Linked DNA regions of Mus musculus: region 2 is linked to region 1. A link is a contact called in public HiChIP or PLAC-seq data. All regions are on one chromosome and are shown on one strand. Each heading gives the region's core, a stretch centred on a gene start, on an enhancer-like site or on the middle of the called end of the contact. The rest is flanking DNA. Distances are from core to core; before and after follow the strand shown.

Region 1 (5,831 bases), core at 2,097-4,596:
GACAGCCCCAAATTGCCACTCACCGCAGCAAGGTGATAGGTCATCTGCCATTTTGGAAGGACTTTGACCATTCAGTAATGAAATAATAGTAATTCATTTATTAGTGAGGCATACTCTTTAATAAATTTTGTGCCAAAATGCATGGTTTCCCACTTAGCATTCAAAATGTTGTATAAAGAGTAGTTTTCAATTTCTTACATGTTCTTCCAAGTAAACTGAAAATGAGTTTTCACATCTTACTTTGTTTCTTGTTCAATCTGCTGCACCCCCCCCCTTAAGCTGTCTTTTTTTCCCAGCAGACCCTGCATGCAGTTGTGTGAGGACTTTTCTCTAACATTTGTAAATTGTCTCATCTGCAATAACCACTGAACATCATCCCTCCTTGGGAGTCTTTAGATTTTTGGTGAAGTATTTTGTTACCTCAGTCTTGTATCAAGTTGCTGTATTTTTCAGCTTGTTACACTGATAATAATTGTTTCACTAATTAAATACTTTAATGTACAGACATCTTTGTTTACTTTGAAATTAAATGTGTTTTCCAATGAATATCGTTCTATTTATTAGTGTCACATGCAGTCAATTTGACAGGCAGCTGCTGTGCTACATGCCTGGAGGAGCCCAGGGCTCTGCTGAGAGTAACTAGGATGTAAATATATAGGGAAAGAACAGGGACAATATTGTGGATCTCTTGGAGAGGAAGGCAGAGGGTCTGGGGATACCTAAGAAGACAGGGGGCCTTGAGAGTTTTCAGATCAGAAGTCGCAGAACATTAAGGAGGCTGTAGGAGTGGGGGGAGGGGGGTCAGGGAGACAGAGAGGACAGGATGCACATGGGGAAAAGCAGGCAACCCGAGATTACTGAGGGAGAGTTCCAGTCAAGGTGATAATCTGAAAAGATCTGTCAGGAGGAAGTCATGATGCATAAAGCAAACCCACTCCAGTTTGATTAGAGGTAAAGGAGAGAGGGAGAAAGCGAGGGAGGGAGTAAGGGAGGGAGGGAGGCAGAGAGAGAGCAAGCGCCAGCGAGCAGGAGCGCAGGAACTAGAGTAGATTGGGGATCTCAGTGGCAGCTCCCAGGCATACACACCCATTCTTGCTCCTGTCTCTGCTTGAATGAGACCAGAACCTTGTGATCGCAGTGAAAGAGCCCTGCTGCACAAATTAGCACACACCTACACTTTACCTGGGAAGAGGAACTCTCAATTGAGCAGCTTCCTCCATCAGATTAGCCTGTAGACAGGTCTGTGAGGGCTTTTGGTAGTGGTGGTGGGGTGCTGTGAAGGATCTAAGCCCACTGTAGGTGGTAGTATCCCGGGCAGGTGGTACTTGGCTAGATAAGAAAAGAAGGTGAGCAAGCCAGAGGAAAATCTGTTAAGTGCTGATTCAGTTCTTGAGTTCCTCACCCTTCCAGCTCCAAACTGTTGTACCTCGTTGTGGACTCCGCTTCAGCCAGGAAGACCCGCATCATCCAGGCACCCCTGAAGTGAGGAAGAGGCAACGTGGGCGGGGCTTGTGTAGGGCAGGGGAAGCTAAAGGGCTCTTGGGGCTGAATAGCCAAGGGACAAGAGACGCAGAATTGCTCCAAGTACAGACCTCAGTTTCTGCTTGGGACATTGAGCTCCTGCTCTGACTTCCCAGATGATGGGCTGTAGCCTGTAAGACAAATAAAGGCTTTCTTCCCTAAGGTGCTTTTGATCACAGCAACAGAAACTGAACTAGAAATAGATGGCAAAGCCATCCTTACTTAAACTCAGATGAATTTCCACACCCAACTACAGTGCAATGTTACAGAACTCAGATGATGCATCCGACTCGGGGAGGAAATGAGGGGTGGAGGTTAGAGCTGTCACAAAATTGGAAGGTTATGAATGAAAACCTGAACCCACAACTGGTAGACAACCAAAGCTCCCCTCAGCCTCACTGTGTCAGACCACAAACAGCCACCAGGAGACAGTAGTACCTCCTTTTGCTGACTGGTTAGATCCTGAGGTAGCGCAAACCTCATGGTGGACCCCAGTTCAGGCAGGAAGACCCGCACCATCCAGGCACTCCTGAAGTGAGAAAGAGGCGACATGGGCGGGGCTAGATAGGCGGGACTTGTAGGCGGGGAAGCTAGAGGGCTCTTGGGGTGGAATAGCCAAGGGACGAGAGAACAAAATTGCTCTAAGTACAGACCTCAGCTTCAAGAGAAAAGAGGCGGAGCTCCGGGGTTGGGGGCCATGCCTGTGGGCGGGATGTGGAGAAAGGCGGCCCCCAAAAGAAGGCGGTGCTACGATAGAAAGGACCAAGAGGTGCTGAGGTGAGGAGGGTCAGCAGAGAATCCAGCAATCGGAGCTGTGGAGCGGCGGGCCGATAGAGCGCTCTGTGCTGGAGGGGTAGGTGGGAAGGGCCTAGATCTGTGGGAATGGTAAGGAGCGGGAGTGATGGGCCGTGGACCCGACGAAGTTGAGGATCCAGTGGGCATTGGGAGCCTGCGTGCGCTACACAGAAGAACGGAGGGAGCGCGGGTAGAAGATCTTGGTGAGGCCAGTTCAGGAGGGGCGTGGCTGGAGCTGGTGTAGAGGCAGGGTGGGGCCTGCACTGGTCTGAGAAGGGCCGGAGAAACGGAGATCGTTAGCTCGGGGCGTGGCCTGTGCCCAGACTAGGGAGTGAGGTGGGTTTGGCTAAGAGATGGGGCGGGCCCTTGGCAAAGCTGAAGGGCAAAGGGACTGACTGGATAAGGGTTTGGGGTGGGGCCTGAGCCCACTGATAGGTAAGGCTTGGTACTTGGGGCGGGGCACGGGTGGAGCCTGAGCAGAGCTGAGAGGAGATCTGCGTGATTGGGGCGGGGCAAAGGCGGACAGGGGCGGGACCTGAACCTAATTCAAATAGACTGGGTTGGGGCGGTGAGGGGGCGGGGCCTAAACCCAGCTGAGTGGTGAGGGAGGATCTTCTAGATTAGGGGCGAGGCAGGGGGAGGGCCAAGGCCTCAAAAAGGACCAAAGGGAGTGGATTCGGTAGGAGATCAGGGAGGTTCCGGAGACTAGCTCCGGAGAGATGAGGCAAACTTCGCTAGGCTAGGGGCAGGGCTTAAAGCCAGAGGTTCGGAAGAGGCGTACCTGCTAGAATGGGGGCGGGGCAGAGGTGAGGCCTAAAGCCAGAGGCGTGGTTAGGCCGTTAGAGTAGGGGCGGGGCCTAAAGCCTCAGGCGTGTTCAAGGGACCTGATTAGAGTAGGGGCGGGGCTTGGACCCCGCGAATAGTCTGAGGGCGTGGTTAGGCTGGAGTTCGGGGCGGGGCCTGAGGTCCCAGGCTGGGCTGGAGTTTGGGGCGGGACAGAGGCGGGGCTTGGGTCCGGTGAGGGGTGCGGGGCGGGGCGTGGGCTGCGGCGCGCTAGCTGAGCGTCCGGCCGAACACCGCCGAGGCCCGAGCCCACCCGAGTGTGCCCGAGCCGTCGGCCCCCGCCCGGGGCGATGGAGCAGGAACCCGGCGGGGCTGCCGCTGCGCTCCTGCGGCAGAAGAGGGCGGCGCTGCGGCGCAGGGGGTGCAGCTTTGAGAGTCCCAGGTACCGTTGCCCCGGAGGGGTGCAGCCTCTAGGGGTGGGAGAGGGGAGTAGGCCACGTGGGGGTTGGCGGTGTGAGGGGACAGAGTGTGGCGAGGCCGCGGCGTGGGAGGGAGTCGGCGCAGAGCCCAGTAGAGCGGCCGGGCCACGCTGAGGGAGTGCCCAGCGGGAGGGCTAGAGACCTGTGTCCGGCCGGCAGATGATGTGGACGTCCGAAGCCTCGGCCCTGTGACAGGCCCTGCACACTACGGCTCAGGGAGGTCTTGGGCTGTGGAGAACGCGACCTGCCTGCTTCTAAATGCTCAAGGACAAGGTCGGAACCCCTAAGCCCCCAAAAGGACACCCTTTAGGCTTCTCTTGCTTTCTATAATCCATCCTCGCACCCCAAGTGCCTGGCCACCTGCTGCCTATGGCCCCGCCCATCTGTGGTTGGGGTGGGGGGCACCCTGCATAGTTCCTAGGTCCTTTCTCTTTCCCAGGTTGTCCGTGCCCCTCCCGGACTTACCTTCCTTAACTGGCGCCCTCCTGAGGAACCAGCCTGGCCGTAGGTGAAGCTTGGCTGCTGCCGGACACGCCCTTCCCTTTGCGGCTCTTGCCCATGCCTATCCCCGGCTTACTCCCACCTCCAAGGAATTCCTTGTAACTTGAAATGGGTCCTGCTTCCAGGTGGACTCATTCCTTTCAGAATGACTCCAGCACCACCATCTGGGCCAGATTTTCATCAGTATTCTGTAATAATGGCCTTAGGGAGGGTATCCTGAAGCCAACCCCCTTCCTCCTAGCCTACTGCTGCCTGCACCCCTGAGTTTTTAATTGCCATAGCATGGGTAGGGACGAGGAAGAGAAAAAAGATGTAGGACTCTAACCTCCACTGAGGTGGAAAAGAGAGTTCATTTGCTAAGGCACAAAGCAAACCAGCCAAGATCCTTAAAGGAAGGTGTGATGCCCTTAATTGGCCTTTCTCAGACTCAGTCCTTGACACACTGCTCCAGCAGTTCTGATGCTGTGTGGTAAGGACAGATATCAAGGCTGCTCTAGCCGCTGCCCTAGCCTCTTCCCCATCACCACAGCTGCCTCAAGCCTGGCCCATCACAGAGCCTGAAGGGCTTGGGCACTCCTCCCTCAGGCTGTAGAACTGCTCATCAATTCTTTTTGAAAGTCTTTCTTGAACTCTAGGCTTAGCTTTGTGTGATCAGCACCTGGGCATCTGCCAAGAAGGTTCTAAATATTTGTGTGGTGACCTGAGTGGAACATTTCCCTTCCATAGGAGACCCAGGCAGCTAACAATCTCTATGGCTTGAGCATGAAGAATAGGAAGAGGTATACCAAGAGACTGGAGCAAAGAGAATCTCTCAGGTCTGAGGCAGCCTGCTTAGGACAGTGCTGCTACAGAACTTCCGGACATGAAGGAATGGTTCTGTAATGCAGCCCATGCAGTCCGGGAGCCACAGACACCTGTGGCTGTGGAACACCTCGCCAAGACACCTGAGTGTTGAGTTGTGCTTAGCCTTCAATGCAAGTAACCACATTGATCCCAGCACTACCCCCTCAGCCAGCATTAATTAGCTTTCTCAGGCTCAGTCCTTGACACATCTGCTCCAGCAATTCTGATAAGAGCCTTAGGAGGACTGAGAAATGCGTACCATAGTGGACAGTGCTGGCATAAAAATTAGACTTCCTTCCCCTTTGTCTTCATGACCATATTCTTCAAGAACTGAAATGACTTACAAGCCTCCAGGTGTTTTTGTTCTCTGATACACCATGACATTATCTAGTGGCTTGTGAGATAATTAGGATTAGCTTTTTTTTTTCTTTTTTTCTTCTAAAAATAATTTATTGAATGAAATTTGAAAATGCAAGAAGAACATAAACAGGATAATTAAATTATTTTGATGGTAGTATTGATGATATATAGTCTCATATAGCCCTGGTTGGCCTGAAATTCACTATGTAAATCAGGCTGTCCTGGAACTCACAGAGACCTGCCTGCCTCTGCCCCTTAAGTGCTGGGATTAAAGACCACCACACCCAGTGGATAGTTTATTGATTCATAATCCCACTATAGATATAATTGGCCTTTTCTCCATGAATATTTATCATTTTAATTGACTTTTCACTCAGCACATCATAAACCCTGGAAGCAATCCTTACATATTCCTTAAAAATTTTTTTTCAGTTGCTGTGTGATCTCCTACTATATGGATGTCTAACTATTTTTAGCCTATCTTTTACTACTTTCACTCTTCCTAGAGATGCAGTTCATTTATGTATAGTCACTTGTGTGTGAAGACAT
Region 2 (5,515 bases), core at 110-2,609, 110 kb before region 1:
GTGTGGGTTATACATAAGCTCTAGCATAGACTGCCACAGCTAAGAATTGTGATAGGCCTGTGACATCCACCTGGCCCTTCTAGGTTTGAAACTCAGTAATTGTGTTACTCATTTGATATGTGCTTTGGGGTATCAGTGAGCAGTGACCCCCAAAGTCTTTGAAGTGGTTTTCAGAACCAGGTACTATCGGCCTCCATAGGATGTGTGAACCCTTGCTGTGCTGTGCCATCACCTTGAGAACATGGAGGAGTGCAAGGAGGACCTCAAGGCTAGGCTTTGGAGGAGGGACAAGCAGGAGATATACAGGCTACCCGGATGGGGCAAGCCAGGATGGAGAAGACTGGAGGCGTTGGGGCTGCTGGGAGCCCCCGGCTGCCGTTGCTGCTTTACTGCGCAGTAGCTGTGAGCCACGTGCAGGGTACTTTCCCTGCTCACCTGCAAAGTGACTTTGTAGTAATACCTCCCTCAAGGGCATAGTCAAGAGTTACAGTGCCTGACACAGGACATGTGTCCATTGACCTGAGCTGCTCATGCCCTCCTTACTGTCCCCTCTTGGTTCAGAGCAGGGTGGGAGGTGTGAGAGATCCCTTGCACTTGACTTACAAGGAGAAGCATTCCGTATCCTGGGCACTGGGAGGCCCAGAGAATAGACCTTGTAGTTAGGGCCCACTTATTGTCAGAGTTCCCTACGCGTGGCTTTTAGGGGGCTTCCCAGGCCCTGGAACCCTGCCACCTTCCCCTTCTGGACCTCAAGAGCAGAGCCACCTTACAGAGGCCCCAGCTGGGATAAGATCCTGTCTCTTCTCTGTCCTCTCCTGTACAGCAGACAAGGAGAGGCCTGGCCTTACCACTCAGATGGCTTTGCAGAGATGGTCCTGTCCTTGCTGTGCAGTCACCTTACAGGCAATGCATACAGGCCCAGTGGTCTCACCTTATAGGTCTCCCAGTTCCTGAAGAAGTTGACAGAGCCATCCAGGCGTCTCTGGATGACAGTCCAACCTCCAGGGTCATGTCTCTGGTCACACCACACCTGCATCAGGCGGTTGGTATTCTCAGGCTTCACCAGGTAGATGGAGCTGGTGCTGTGACCATCTTCCAGGGCTTGCAGGCAGTCTCTCCATGGACCTGTAGGCAAGTATGTGTATGTTACAACTGTTTGCTGCCAGGCTACATCTAGCTATGTTCTAGACAGGTATACACTCTAACAAGAGCTAAGGAACACATATTGACGGGGCAGATGTTTATTTTGTAACCTTGAGAAGTCATCTACTATAAAAGCAAGAGCTCAGGCCAAGAATCAGGAGGCCTGGACTCCAAGCCCCATTCTGCTCTCACTTCCTCTCGTGTCCATGAGGAGGCCGTTCTTCACTGCTCCTCCACCCTGCTTTTTTTTTTTTTTTTTTGTAGGTGAGTCATTGTTTTCCTCATTCAGAAGAACTATTAGAGTACAGATCATTTGGGTGGTTATTCTTTGAGTGACTTTTAAAAAAAATTATTTATTTTATGTATGTGAGTACACTGTAGCTGTCTTCAGACACACCAGAAGAGGGCATTGGATCCCATAATAGATGGTTGTGAGCCACCACATGGTTGCTAAGAATTGAACTCAGGACCTCTGGAAGAGTAGTCAGTTTTCTTAATCTTTGAGCCATCTCTCCATCCCCTCTTTGAGTGATTTTTAAAGAAGTCATTCCCATTGGTGCACTAAGTATGTGCCTAATGATCATGGCCACACTCTTCAGTGTCTTGTGGGCTCAGTGCTATGCTTTGCCAATCCAGTCTGTGGTTCTCCTTAGCAGGTGGCACCAAAACCACTCTAGGAGCCTGTAGATGCTATGTGTCTTTCAGCCCCTGACCCTGGCTCTCTGTCCTCTAGTAATGTCCTATGTTTTGAGTTTACTTGAGTTTACTTGAGTTATCAGGTCTAGTCAAGTTGGGGTCTTCCTCAGTGATTGGAGGAAACTTTTGGAGGTTTTTAAGACCTACCTAGTAGACTGCATAGTTTAAAATAATCATTATACTTTGCTGTGTGCTTTTCAGAACGCCTTTGAGACTGAGTCGTTAAGATGAAATGTTCTAGGACATGGGACTTGCTTCCTACTTTGTGTGTTCCTTCTATAAGTATCCAGTCGATGGCTGCAGTGGTGCACGCCAGTCATCCTAGCACTTGGAAGGTGGTGGCAAGAGGATTAGGAGCTCAAGGTCAGCCTCTGTAACGAAGTGAGTTCTAGGCCAGCCTTGGTAATAAGGTCCTGTCTCAGGAAACAAAGGTAAAAACAACAATAAAGCCAGCTATTTATTGAGTTCCATTCCCTAAAGGCTGCCCTAGGCCTGGGGAACCTAGGGCAGTGTAGGTTGTCTCTGGTGGCCAGACTCTACCAGCATTCTTAGCTAATTCTGGAGATCTTCTCTTTCTCTCTCCATGGGTGGGAAGGTAGCCCTCTGTGTCGGTTCATCCAGCTTTTCCTTCGAAGGCCTAGCTTTGCAGGTTCCTGGAGGCTAGCACTTTGGTTCAGCTAGCCTATTGGTTCAGCTAAAGCTTAGATTTGGGAAACTTACTGGGCCATGCAAGCAGTGTGGAGTGCCTATTGGGAACAGAAACCGTCTGCTTCTTTGTCCATCTCTGTGCCAGTTCAGCTGGATGCTGACTGTCAGTGTGCTGCTGTCTTCATTCTCTAGGTGCTTCCTACACCCTTGCCTTTCAAAGCTCTGCACACAGGACAAGCAGGTTCCCCAAGTGCCCAACCTGTGCTGAATGTAGGCACAAAGCACGCCTGCCCTCCTTCCCTCCCTCCCTCTCTCCCTTCTCTCCTTCCCTCCCTTCTTCTCTCCCCTCTTCCCTTCCCTCCTTCCTTCCTTCTTCCCTCCTTCCTCCCTCCCTCCCTTCCTCCCTTCTTCCCTTCTTTTCTTCCTCCCTTCCCTCCTTCCTTTCTTCCTTCCTTCCCTCTTCCCTCCCTTCCCCCCCTCCCTTCTTCCCGCCCTCTCTCCCCTCCTCTATCCCCTGATGTCACTTCCTGCTTTTGCTTTCCCCCAGTTTCTGTCCTGGGGAAGGGGAGAGGAGACCTTCAGGAGGAACATTTAAAAAGGAGAAAAAGGTTTTCATTATTTTTGGCCCAAGCTCCAGGGACTGAGACAGAATGAGAGTCTGTCCCTGACAGCTGGAGCAGAGCACCGGTGGCGTGGGAGGCCTCCCAGCTTTCCACCAGGTCAGCAGGACAGGGAGGCGCTTAGTGAGAGAGAACGCTGGGATGGAAGGCAGAAGGCATGGGACATAACAGAATAATGCCCACCAAAGCCAGCAGCCAGGCCTCTTCCTGCACAGCCACGCAGCTCCTGCAGTGGCTCCATGCTGAGGCTGTTCTTGAAGGGGGTACAATATAGGTAGGGTTTGGAGGCCACTGGAAAAGTGATAGGTTGGTCTCATAGTGACCAATCTATGCTGCCTTCCACAGTTCATTGTGGAATGCCTCTGGTATTCTTGAAAATGGGCTTTACTTTTTAAAAAATTTTATTTAGATTTTTTTTAGGATAAGTATTTTAGAATGATTTGAGGTCTTTAGTACTAAAATATTTTAAGCAGTGATAATTTTAGAAAGGCCTGGGGATGGCTCAGGAGGTAAAGAGCCTGCTGTCCAGCGTGAGGCCCTAATTCAGTCCCCAGACCCATTGCACAGCCTTGTGACAGTGTGCTCCCATGATCTCAGCGCTCCTACAGCAAGATACAAGATAGAGACAGGAGAGGCCCCTCAAGCTTGGGGACCAGCTAGCCTGGCATCCACAGTGACCTGGCACCCAAGAGAGACCTGTTTCGGGCAGTGTGTTAGCATGTCATCTGACTACCACATGCATGCCATGACACTCATATACCTGTACCCACACGTGTAAATACATATAAATATTATACACAGTACAAAAACACACAGAGATACAAAACAAATATCTCTCTCTCTCTCTCTCTCTCACACACACACACACATACATATACAATAAATAATTTATTGAAAGAAGAATGCAGGCTTGTACTGGTTTTGGACATGCTTCAGAGGGTAAGCAGACTCTTGAGGCCCAGGTGAGAATGCCTCACTCTGAGAAAGGCCTGTCTGCAGAAGTAGCAGCAATAACTTGGCATTGGAATCTTCACATGGCTTTTGCCGAGGCCCCAGTCTGTCACAGGCCTTGCTTAGGTATTTACACTGCTGATTCTTCCCATGCTCCTGGTAGGTAGTTGTAACTGCCTCATTTACAGATGAGGAGGTCTGAACCCACAGACCTTAGGGGACACCCCAGAGCTACATGGCCCTTGGAGGCAGAGTGGTCTAATACCTCAAATGATCTGTTTAGGAATGTGTTCACTCTGATGCACTGTTATTTCTCCCCAGCCAGTGTGGCCTTGAGAACAGAGGCCTGGCTCTGGTCTTGGCATACTGATGACTTTATCTGTCAGGTTGTTAAACCCCTTTATTTTTGTCTTTGTTGGTAATTCGGGTTTTGTCTTGTCTTATTTTGTCCCCCCTATGTTTACTTACTCTGTCCTTTGCCTATTTTGGTGTTTTATGATGTTGAAGTTTCCTCTGTGTGTATGTGGCAAATCTGGTCATTGTGTAAGGCCTTCTAGAATTGTGGAGTAGTTTGAAATGATGTAGAAGCATTCATGTTTCTGCCATCAGCTTCGTTAAATGGCTGAGGCTCTCTCGGAAGCCTCACAGATCGCCACACTCAAACACATCCCCTTTCTTAATGTAAGTGAGAGGCAAAATGATCAGTATAAACAGCAGGTGAAAGTCAGTTCGAATTTTAGATTGCATTGAGAACATGGTACCAACACCCTGCTGAGATGAGAAGCCTTTGTGTAAGAGGGATGGGGCAGGGACCAATCTGTGGGGCATATAAATAATGCAATGGGGATCCAACACTGTACCATATAAATAACTTGGGACGAATCTGTTAGCATTACCCTTGGATAATGCCACAAAGGGCCAAGCAGAGAATTCAACTTTTGGTAAAGATTCTGGGGCTGGAGTAGTATATGGTTGGAGAAAGACTACTGATACTTTGTTGGAGGTGCTGGGGTCAAATCTTGGTGGCTTTTCTTACTCACTGTGTAACTCTAGGCAGGTCCCTGCCTCAGTTTTACTGCTGTGACATAGGGAAAGAACACTAACCATCCTGCAGATCTCAGGTCAGGGGTTAGATTAAGTCTTTCTCCCCTTAGATGCAAGCAAGCTTGATATGTTGGAAGTGCTCAGCTCCTTCCTTGAGATACACATGCTGCTTGCTCTCGAAGTTCCAAAACTATGTATATATTATAATACACACATGCATGTCCACAGTGTGTGTGTGCGTGTGTGTATCTATTCATGTGTCTATGTCTATTAATAAGTATTTTCCACTAGGCACACTTTAGATGTCAGAATCAGTGGAGGCTACAGAGCTGCACTGCAGTAGAAAATGAGAATCTTTTTTGTTGAGTATAGCTGAGTGTTCAAAGTGCAGTGGGCAAAGCATCTTCTGGCAC

Evidence for each region. HiChIP or PLAC-seq counts read pairs in DNA pulled down with a chosen protein or histone mark.
Region 2: an H3K4me3 HiChIP or PLAC-seq map of bone marrow-derived macrophages shows a contact between it and region 1, with 2.6 times the contacts expected there. The contact joins the enhancer-like site here to the promoter of Garnl3 in region 1. A contact is called at or near these places in 1 of 39 promoter capture datasets (epiblast stem cells), 2 of 484 Hi-C or Micro-C datasets (Th2 cells and nephron progenitors), 6 of 115 datasets of contacts at active chromatin or transcription factors (bone marrow-derived macrophages, cardiomyocytes, double positive thymocytes and 1 more) and 4 of 9 other capture datasets (adipose tissue, embryonic stem cells, macrophages and 1 more).

The regions. Positions count from the first base shown.
Region 1 is chr2:33,128,134-33,133,964 of GRCm38.p6, reverse strand. Garnl3 (GTPase activating RANGAP domain-like 3) reads left to right here and starts at 3,346. Exons shown (of 30, transcript NM_001355200.1): 1 at 3,346-3,541. The coding sequence starts at 3,450. It overlaps Ralgps1 (Ral GEF with PH domain and SH3 binding motif 1), which reads left to right. Exons shown (of 20, transcript NM_175211.5): 20 at 1-546.
Region 2 is chr2:33,237,810-33,243,324 of GRCm38.p6, reverse strand. The region is part of intron 8 of Ralgps1 (Ral GEF with PH domain and SH3 binding motif 1); the gene reads left to right. Angptl2 (angiopoietin-like 2) reads right to left here. Exons shown (of 5, transcript NM_011923.4): 3 at 932-1,125. Among named protein-coding and RNA genes, the nearest start is that of Angptl2, 25 kb to the right of the region's middle. Within about 2 kb of position 1,359, at least 9 of the 459 cell types and tissues checked have an H3K27ac peak or open chromatin away from gene starts, as enhancers often do. A contact at or near this core is called in bone marrow-derived macrophages and pancreatic islet, where this site is marked.